2 separate regions of the Manis pentadactyla genome follow, and region 2 is linked to region 1. The links are chromatin contacts, called in public Hi-C maps. All regions are on one chromosome and are shown on one strand. Each heading gives the region's core, a stretch centred on a gene start, on an enhancer-like site or on the middle of the called end of the contact. The rest is flanking DNA. Distances are from core to core; before and after follow the strand shown.

Region 1 (4,737 bases), core at 802-3,301:
TAGGGAGCTTTGAAATGTAGGGCCCATTTATGAGGGCTTTCTGAACCTCCTCGCTGACATTTGTGGTAAATCATAACTAATTCTCTAGGGTCCCTGATGCTGAAAGAGGTCTTTTGCTGTATATATTAAATTTTACGAGCCATGTACATAATGTTTGTTCATTGTCTTTCTTCCCCATTCAATCTTCAGCTCCTACAAGGGCAGAAAACCTTGTAGTTGTTTTGTACAGTTTTGTACTCAGCAAAATGCTAGTCAAATAGTTTGCAACTAATAAGTAATTCTTTAATGAATAAATGATGGTGCTTTACAACTATTTGTTGTGTATGAATGAATGATGTTTTTCTGGCCTCTGCTGTTTTGATCCTCCACCTTTAAGATCCTTGCATACAAATATAAAAGAGAGTAAGGCCGAGAATTTGTTCTCTTTTTTCAAAACAGCAAGTGCAAAAAGCGTTAAGGGTTCTTAAGTGTGATGACATTAACATTAACATAGAGAGACATCTGGTGGTTGGTTGCTTGTTAGACAGTATGTGTTGGCTGAAGAAAGTAAATACAAAGTCCTAATGAATTAGACTTCTAGATATAGTAAAATAAGAACAATGAAATAAATAAGGTGGTAGAAATAAATAGAAAACATATCTTAAATTCCCACGCTAGAAAAATTTTTTTTAAATGTTGGTTGTGGGTTTTTAGTCCGCTGGACTTTAAAAACAGTAATTCCTTAAGAAAATGAATGGCTTTTACGAAATTGCAACACAATGAATTTGTGGTGGGAAAATCGAATTGATTTATACTGGTTTTAAGAAAGATCTTGGTTTGAAGTGAGATGCAACCTTATAGTGGAAAATGAGACAACTCAAAGGTTTCCGTATTTTGAGAAGCCTTCCGGGTTAGAAGAAGAATTTATTAACAAGGCAGGATATATATATATTTGGTATCGTTAATGTACAATTACTTGACCAACATTATGGTTACTAGACTCCCCCTATTATCAAGTCCCCCCCCACATACCCCATTACAGTCACTGTCCATCAGTGTAGTAAGATGCTATAGAATCATTACTTGTCTTCTCTGTATGTTCTGCCTTTCCCGTGTCCCCCCACCCCCCTACATTATGTGTGCTAATTGTAATGCCCCTTTTCTCCGCTTATCCCTCCCCTCCCACCCACCCTCCCCAGTCCCTTTCCCTTTGGTAACTGTTAGTCCATTCTTGGGTTCTGTGAATCTGCTGCTGTTTTGTCCCTTCAGTTTTTTCTTTGTTCTTATACTCCACAGATGAGTGAAATAATTTGGTACTTGTCTTTCTCCACCTGGCTTATTTCACTGAGCATAATACCCTCTAGTTCCATCCATGTTGTTGCAAATGGTAGGATTTGTTTTCTTCTTATGGCTGAATAATATTCCATTGTGTATATGTACCACATCTTCTTTATCCATTCATCTACTACTGGACACTCAGGTTGCTTCCATTTCTTGGCTATTGTAAATAGTGCAGCAATAAACATAGGGGTGCACATGTCTTTTTCAAACTGGGCTGCTGCATTCTTAGGGTAAATTCCTAGGAGTGGAATTCCTGGGTCAAATGGTATTTCTATTTTGAGTTTTTTGAGGAACCTCCATACTTCTTTCCACAATGGTTGAACTAATTTACATTCCCACCAGCAGTGAAGGAGGGTTCCCCTTTCTCCACATCCTCGCCAGCATTTGTTGTTTGTCTTTTGGATGTTGGCCATCCTAACTGGTGTGAGGTGATATCTCATTGTGGTTTTAATTTGCATTTCTCTGATGATTAGCGATGTGGAGCATCTTTTCATGTGCCTGTTGGCCATTTGAATTTCTTCTTTGGAGAAGTGTCTATTCAGCTCTTCAAGGCAGGATATTTTTAACGTCTCCCAGAAACTTTGAGGGGAAAGTGGGTATCTGTCAGGCCCGCAGAATGTTCAATGGCCTGTTACTTTTCCCGGGTTCACAGTGCCCGGGAAATTACTTGGCAAGACCCACGTGGACTGGACCGATCGCACACTCGGCCTCAGATTGGTCGAGCCTGTCCGCGCTGCGGAAAAAAGCGGAAGCGCGCTCTTTCAAACTCACCGCCCCTCTGTGGATGGAAGCAGGCCATTTCCGGCGTAGCCATGGCGGCTAACGCGACCACAAACCCGTCGCAGCTACTACCTCTTGGTAACTCCCGTCCTGTGGGGAGCGGGGCGGGAGGGAGCTGGAGCTTATGGTTGGGGGTTTAGGGGCTGCGGCCGAGGCAGCCCCTGGCCGAGTGTTAGGGAAGCGTAACCGGCCAGCTGCTTTCTCCTTCCGCGGCGTGTCTCCAGGCCCCAAGTCTCTGCGGCCGTGGGCCGCCCATGTCTCTTCAGCGTGGTAAGGCTCCTTGAGGGAGAGACTTGTGACTCCCCAAACCAAGTCGTCACGGAAACGGTCTATAATTTATGAATGCGTGGTCGGCCTTCGTTGTTGTGCGCTCGCCTACCACGTTCACGGGTAGCAGTCCCAGTCCTCAACTTGGCATTTTTTTAAGTTCCCCAGATTACACCCTGTTCTGTATCCGGCCGGTTATTAAGAGAAGCAGTGCAGTGTAGAATGACCCTTAAAAGAAGGATCTGGAAACCAGTTCCGTTTGCCTTTCTTTAACCAAAGAGTTGTTGAGCGTCTGTGTACCAGACAGTGGCTTGGCAGTATTCACATTTAAATCACGGCCATTGCCTTAAAATAATAACACGAACCAGTGAAGTACATAGAATACTGGACAAATAACATAACAAATAATGCTAAGCCGGCTAGAGATGTTCAAGCTGCTGTCAAAGCAGAGGTACTAACAGGAAGGAATATCTGATGAAGGCAATTATGCCTCTCTTCCTAATTCGTAGCTGAAGAGTGAGTTAGCTGATGTGTCAGTGATTGAAGGTTTTCATTCCTTCATTTATTTGACATACTCTTTTTGAATTCCTAGTGTGTGCCAGGGACTGTCCATTGGGGATACAGTAATGTGCAAAAAACAACCAGGTCTCAGCTCTCTTGGAGTTTAGATTTTAAAGGAGGAGTTCATATGTTAATCAGACAAATATAAAACCACAAAGACCATAAATTTCTACAAAGGATAGGTAAGTGGCAAACAGGGGAAACTTCTGTTAATGATTGAACAGAGAAATGTTTAAGCTCTATAAAGTTTTTTGAATGAACACTTCTCTTAGTTTATCTTTTACCATATGCAAGTAACAAGTGCTAGTAGGCGCTCAAATAATTGTTGAAGTAAATGAATGGGTAAAATAATCTTTTCCCTCTCCCCCACTTTTTTTCCTTTAAAAAAAATATATCCATAGAGCTTGTGGACAAATGTATAGGATCGAGAATTCACATTGTGATGAAGAGTGATAAGGAAATTGTTGGCACGCTTCTAGGATTTGACGACTTTGTCAGTATCCTTTTAAAAGGTGGTGATGGTATGGGTTTTTCTTCTGTTATTTAAGAACAGAAGAACTATAGATAATCAGTATTTAGTAATTATTATAATAAGAATTAATTTATTCTCAGGGAACATGTGATAGCATTTTAAGAGGTGTGTGTACTAAAAAAAGTTCCTACCAACTACAAATATTATGAATTTGAGACATTGTTTTGAGTGTTATAATTAAACCTGAATAAAGGCAGAAGCCAGAGTAAATTCAACCTGTTATGTTTGTTTTCTTAACGCCTTATTTCAGATATGGTACTGGAGGATGTCACTGAGTTGTGAGTAGTGTTAAAAATTAAAGAATTGGGAAATCTCTTTAATTTAAAGCAATTTCAGCATTAATGTGTCTAAAATGATTTATGAGGAAACATTGGAATTACCTTTAATAAATTTTATTTACTAATACCAGTAAAATTTCAGAGGATTATTACCATATTACTGTAATGTAATTACTACTAAATTGCTAGGAAATTAGTGGAGACAGCAATTTAAGGTAGAACATACTAAAAACAGCCAGGAACCTTAGGGCTCAGGTCAAATCAGGTAACTGATAATAAGAGTGTTTTAACAGCATAATAAAATGTAAATGATGGCTCCATTGTATTAGTTATAAAGATCATGACCAGCATTTCGGCTTTCAAAATTGAATTGAGTAAAGATTGATAGATTGATTTAACAGAAAGGAATTGGTAGTAAGCAATTGTAAAAATTGAGCTAGTAAACATTTAATTTCATATTTGATCTTGTGAGCAAGTTTCAGCTTTTATAGAGATAAGTCCTAGTGGATGTGAATCTTAGGTTAATCAGTTCAGGAAGAATGTACATCACCTAGTGGATATCCCTTGTGTTTGAGAACTGATAAAATTGTCTGACCTCACATTGATTTATGTACAAGAATAATCTTGTTTAGGGATCAGAATGGTGGCTTTGATTATTATTATTTATCCTGACTCTGTTGTATCTATTCATCTAGTGAAATCACACCGGAAGGAAGAAGGATTACTAAATTAGATCAGATTTTGCTTAATGGAAATAATATAACAATGGTAAGACACAATAAAGCTATTTTATTTGGATGTTAGCTCATATTTGTGGGGCAGGGATCACAGAAGTAACTAGAACTAACTTGCTCAACTAAATGTTCATGGCCCAGTTGTGCTTAAGATGGAAAAGGGATGCTCTGGTGATCAGGGCCCCAAAACTGAACTCTTGAAGGTAACATTAGGTCCAAAGATTATTTTGCTTGGGCTTTTTAGTCTTTTATTTTGTCAAGAATC
Region 2 (4,737 bases), core at 1,165-3,664, 180 kb before region 1:
TGTACTAATTAATCATAATACCCCTCAATCCCCTTCTCCCTTCCACCCCCTTCCCTTTGGTAACCACTAGTCCCTTCTTGGAGTCTGTGGGTCAGCTGCTGTTTTGTTCCTTCAGTTTTGGTTTGTCATTATACTCCACAAATGAGGGAAATCATTTGGTACTTGTCTTTCTCTGCCTGGCTTATTTCACTGAACATAATACCCTCTAGCTTCCACTCCTGTATTGTGACTGAAGAGCAAACGTCCCACTGTGACTAGGCAATACATGACAGCAATCTATGCGTCAGTTTCTAAGACTTCTTTCAATTTAAAAAATCCTGTGATACTGTAAAAGAGAAGACACTCCAGGACAGGGAGGTAGACATCTGAAAAGAGACAGGCTGAGTGCTTGGCTGCTGCTTCCATTTTGCTTTTTAAGGCTCCAAGTGGTTTGATTTCTTGTCATTCCTTTTAACATGTTAATTGTCTGATCAAACAGTACATGTGCTCTCCAATATCTCTTTGAATCCTTAAAGACATTTTATGAATTTGATACCTGTAGCAATCTACCAAAGAGAAAGTTTACCTCTTGGTTTTAGTGACAACGTTATCCTAAGAACTAATTAAAATCAAGCTGAAACTTAGAAAGTATTTCCATTAAATTTCTGTGGGTGACTTTTTGAGGATGTCCCAAGTCTAAAAACTGACTCGTTAGTCAAGAAGAGTCAAGAGTAGACTAAAAGCTCAGAAAGATGGGGAGAAGAGGTGAGTAGGCATGAGATACTAGAATAAAAATGGGGCAGGGGGAGTGAGAAAGTAAGAAGAGAAAAATAGTGAATCAGTGAGAATAGAGGACTAAGATAAAAAAAAGAATGTGACACAATTAGAAGGACATAAAAACACCCGAAAGTTCTAAGGACAGGATAGAGGTGTGGAGCAGCATGCAGGAGGGAAAGGGGATCTGAAAAAGGATTGGTCTGAATGAAAATCAGAAAACCTGGTTCTGTCCTATCCCCCTCTATACAGGAAGTTGAAATGTTACGAGGGAAAAATCAAACAAGCAGGGCTGTAAAGAAATAATTCCTCTTTTCATTGAGCCTGAAATAAAAGAGGATTCATGAGTCAGATCTTCCAAAAGCAGTAAACCCCAGAGGCTAAGGCAGGTAAGCTGTTAACTTTAGCTTGGTACCCACTGAGCTGGGATAAAGACCAGCATTAAGAAAAACATCCCCTGAAAAGTCCACCTAAGTGGACTGCAGGCAAATGTGAAGGAGAAATTTGTTTCCAGCAGTGTTCCCTCTCCTTACGTCTCCAAGAAGTTCCAAGAAATTCTCCCATCCCCAGTACTGACAGCACACCTGGAGTCACCACGTGGTTTGATGAAAAATCCTGTCCACCATCTTCCTTATGTAACATTTAAGTTGCATTTTGTTTCCCATCACATCTTCCTGTAACTATAGTCTTAGTCTTGTCCAGATGAGGATGTTCTGCACGGTATTCAGGCCATTTACTGGCCCAGTTAATTTACATTAATAGCTGAATTGATTCACACACCAGTTCTTCCTTCAGAGGGAAACCCAATTTCCAAGTTCTGGGACATGTCAGTGTAACATTGTATGTCTGTTCATAGCCTTTTGTATGTATGCGTATTTGCATTTTCTCTAATATGAAAGAGCTCTTCATATATGTTAGGTATTAACCATACTGAATGCCACATTTGAGGGAAATAGTCCATATGCTGTTACTTTTGCTTCCTCTGTGGTTTCTTCCATTACGTTAAAGCTAAAACAAGTATCATAACTTCACATATCAAATACGGTTTCAAAATATAACCCAGCTCAGAACCTAAGACTTTTCCATCTGGCTCCACAACTTAACACTTCTGCATCCTTGGGCACGTCTCAATTCTCTCGACTTCCTCAAAATAAAGGTAATATATAAGCATGGTAACAGCACGTCTTAGGTTTTAATACTAACTCTTAAGCGCTTAGACAATGACAGCACATAAAAAGTGGTCAATATATATTAGCTTTAATTTTCATTTCCAGCACCCAAGATGTGTCTAAATAAACCATCAACTGTCTTAACCATGCTTCGCATGCTCTGGAAAACGGGGAGTCTCTATGGAGTCTTGCTTTCTTGCAAATTGAATGAATCCAGTACATGTAACGAGCAGCTCTCGTGTGCCTGGCCACTGGGCAAGACAGTGATGACCTGCACAGGTTCGTGGCCTCCAGGGGTGGAGGCCGCAAGGGTAGGCGGCCCTGGCCCGCAGAGGAGCCCCAGGCTCCCCCCCCCGCATCCTCAGTCCCCGGCCGTCGCCAGGGGGCGCGCTCCGACCTCCGGCACCAGGCGGTCTGGCGGCGAGGGCCTGGGTGCTCCCAGCTCGGCCTTGGGGCCGCGTGGCGGGGAGGCGGCCCAGCCAGTGTGTGGGGAGGCGGGGGACAAGCAGCCTTGGCGGGGACACCGGCCCCCTGCCCGGGCGGCCGCGGAGCGAAGGCGGGAGGGGGCGCTGCGGGCCGAGCGGGCGCGGCGCGGAGGAAGGGCCGTCTTGCCGCCGCCTCGGCTGCGCCAGGGGCCGCAATGTCGTCCCGGCCGCGGCGTGACGACGCGGGGGCCGCGGGCGCACGGCGGCAGCGGGAGCCGCCGGAGCAGGAGCTGCAGCAGCGCCGGGAGCAGAAGCGGCGACGGCACGACGCGCAGCAGCTGCAGCAGCTCCAGCACCTGGAGTCCTTGTGAGTACCCGCCCGCCCTGCGGCCTTCCGCCGGGAACGGACATCGCCCGGGCGCCGTGGGGGCGCGCCAGGCCGGGCCCTCGGAGACTCGCGAGCGGGCACGCGGGCCGGTCGTCTGCGGGGCGGCGCAGACACCGGGCTCCCGGCGCCCCTCGGCGGAGAAGGAAGGTCCGTTGCCCGGGCGCCCGGGCGCGGCCTCGCGGCGGGAAGAGCAGGCCCCGCCCCCGTCGCTCGTGCCCGCGGCGGGGGACGCGGGTGGGGGGCCCGGCCTGAGCGCGGAGGCGGCGGGGGTCTCCCTGACCCCGCGGCGTACGTGCCGGCTTGGGCGCCGGGGATCGGGCGCTCGGACCGGATCCGGGGACTGGATCCGTGAGGCGGGACCTGAGCGCTCTGCTCGCTGTCCTTTCGGGTTTTTCAGTTCCAAGGACGCACTAGGGGCTGGGTAACCTCCCCATTCTCTTCCTCCCCCGCTGTTACGGGAAGAGGAAAAACCCAGCCCTGTAACGTTAGCGTGGTGAGCAGGGGAGAACCAGAGAATGGGGTGAGGGGATGGTCGGGTGGGAGCCGCACGGAGGCCAGTATCACTCAAGAAGAGTTAGGGCGAGAGTCGTTCACTCTTGCTGGTCAGCACGGCCTGACCCAGAGGCACTGCTGCCCCAGCCCCAGGGGTTCAAGAAGAGTCCCGATAACCACTGAGAGAAGGGCAGGTTGCAAGGGAGGTTTAAACATCAGGTGGGCGTTTGGAATAATGAACTGTTCTTTTCTGTGATTCTGTCATCCTGTAATTAGCTTTAGAAGGCAAACTTTTCTGTTTGGTGTTCACTGAGTTATTCCATAAATAGTTTCTGTTTCAGATTTTTTTATTTTAAATTAACTTGTATTCATCCTGTTATACACTTTTAAAACTCAAATATTACTAAAAATACTACAAAAATTGGTGGCCTGTCCAGTTGAGCCCCCACCCCCATCCCACTCATGCACAACCTTTCCACACCCCCAACAAGGCCAAGGCTTCCATGTGCAAACTCTTTCAGTTTTTAGTTCTTGGGTTTAACTGCATATTTGTAAATTTTATGCTTATACTACTTTCTTTGATGTAACCATTTTAGACTTTGTCTATTAACTTCTTGTAGTAGTAGATAATGATTTAGTTCTCCTGGCTGATCTTATTTCCATCCTTCAATAGCTCTATTATAGTAATTTTGTTAAATCAATTTTCATATTAATATTATAACTATGCTATATTGTTTACTTTTGAGCCAAATAGTGTTTTATGATTTTTTTTTGCTCTCTAGTATAACTTTCAAGTATTTAGTAAGAGCGTCAATTTTGCATTTGCTTCATTTTCTATTATCAACTTCTGTTTTTTCCCTGAAGCCTCCAAAAGCTGAAGTACTTCTTCCACATGTTCCTATAATCATATCATTAATAGGCTTATTGTTATTTAGAATATTCCATCTGTTGTCTTCAAATAGTCATTGGTTACTTTCCAGATCTGGTGTATAACAATTGCTCTGGGACTTCCTTTACCACTCTTCTGCCTTGAAACCTATTCCTGAATTCCATGTGCTCCTTGTTTTGTCTTTACTCCCATGTTTTTCTCAAGCACATTTTGTATCTTCCTGTGAAAGTGTCTACCAGAGGTTAATTTTAAGAAACTTCCCTTTATTGCTGTCATCTTGAAGTTTCCTGATAATATAAGTCTTTTCTGATATGTTATGGGTACATTAAATGTGTATGTGGATCTACATTTTAACTTCTTCCCCTCCTTTTTGCTTTTTCTTTCTGCTAGATACCTGTTGATCCTTTCTTTTCTTTCCTACTGTCCATCTCTTCGGCTTTTCATTTTACTTTGTAGATTTATCTTTAACTTCTTGTACTGCACATATTAAAATTCTGCTATCATATTTCTAAATTCAAGAACTCTTTCTTACTCTGAAAATTCTTTGAGGCTATTCATTAATGTTTCTTTTTGTTTTCTTTTGCTCCCTCCATTGCCTCTGTGTTTTGTTTGCCTTTTCTT

Evidence for each region. A called contact is a pair of places that touch in the nucleus more often than the background predicts.
Region 2: a contact with region 1 is called in a Hi-C map of skin fibroblasts, with 5 times the contacts expected there. The contact joins the promoter of LOC118918526 here to the promoter of LSM5 in region 1. A contact is called at or near these places in 3 of 3 Hi-C or Micro-C datasets (blood, fibroblasts and skin fibroblasts).

What each region holds. Positions count from the first base shown.
Region 1 is chr7:105,173,051-105,177,787 of mManPen7.hap1, reverse strand. LSM5 (LSM5 homolog, U6 small nuclear RNA and mRNA degradation associated) reads left to right here and starts at 2,051. Exons shown (of 5, transcript XM_036897511.2): 1 at 2,051-2,178; 2 at 3,330-3,425; 3 at 3,711-3,738; 4 at 4,434-4,506. The coding sequence starts at 2,133.
Region 2 is chr7:105,350,058-105,354,794 of mManPen7.hap1, reverse strand. LOC118918526 (retinitis pigmentosa 9 protein) reads left to right here and starts at 2,414. Exons shown (of 6, transcript XM_036897461.2): 1 at 2,414-2,714. The coding sequence starts at 2,563.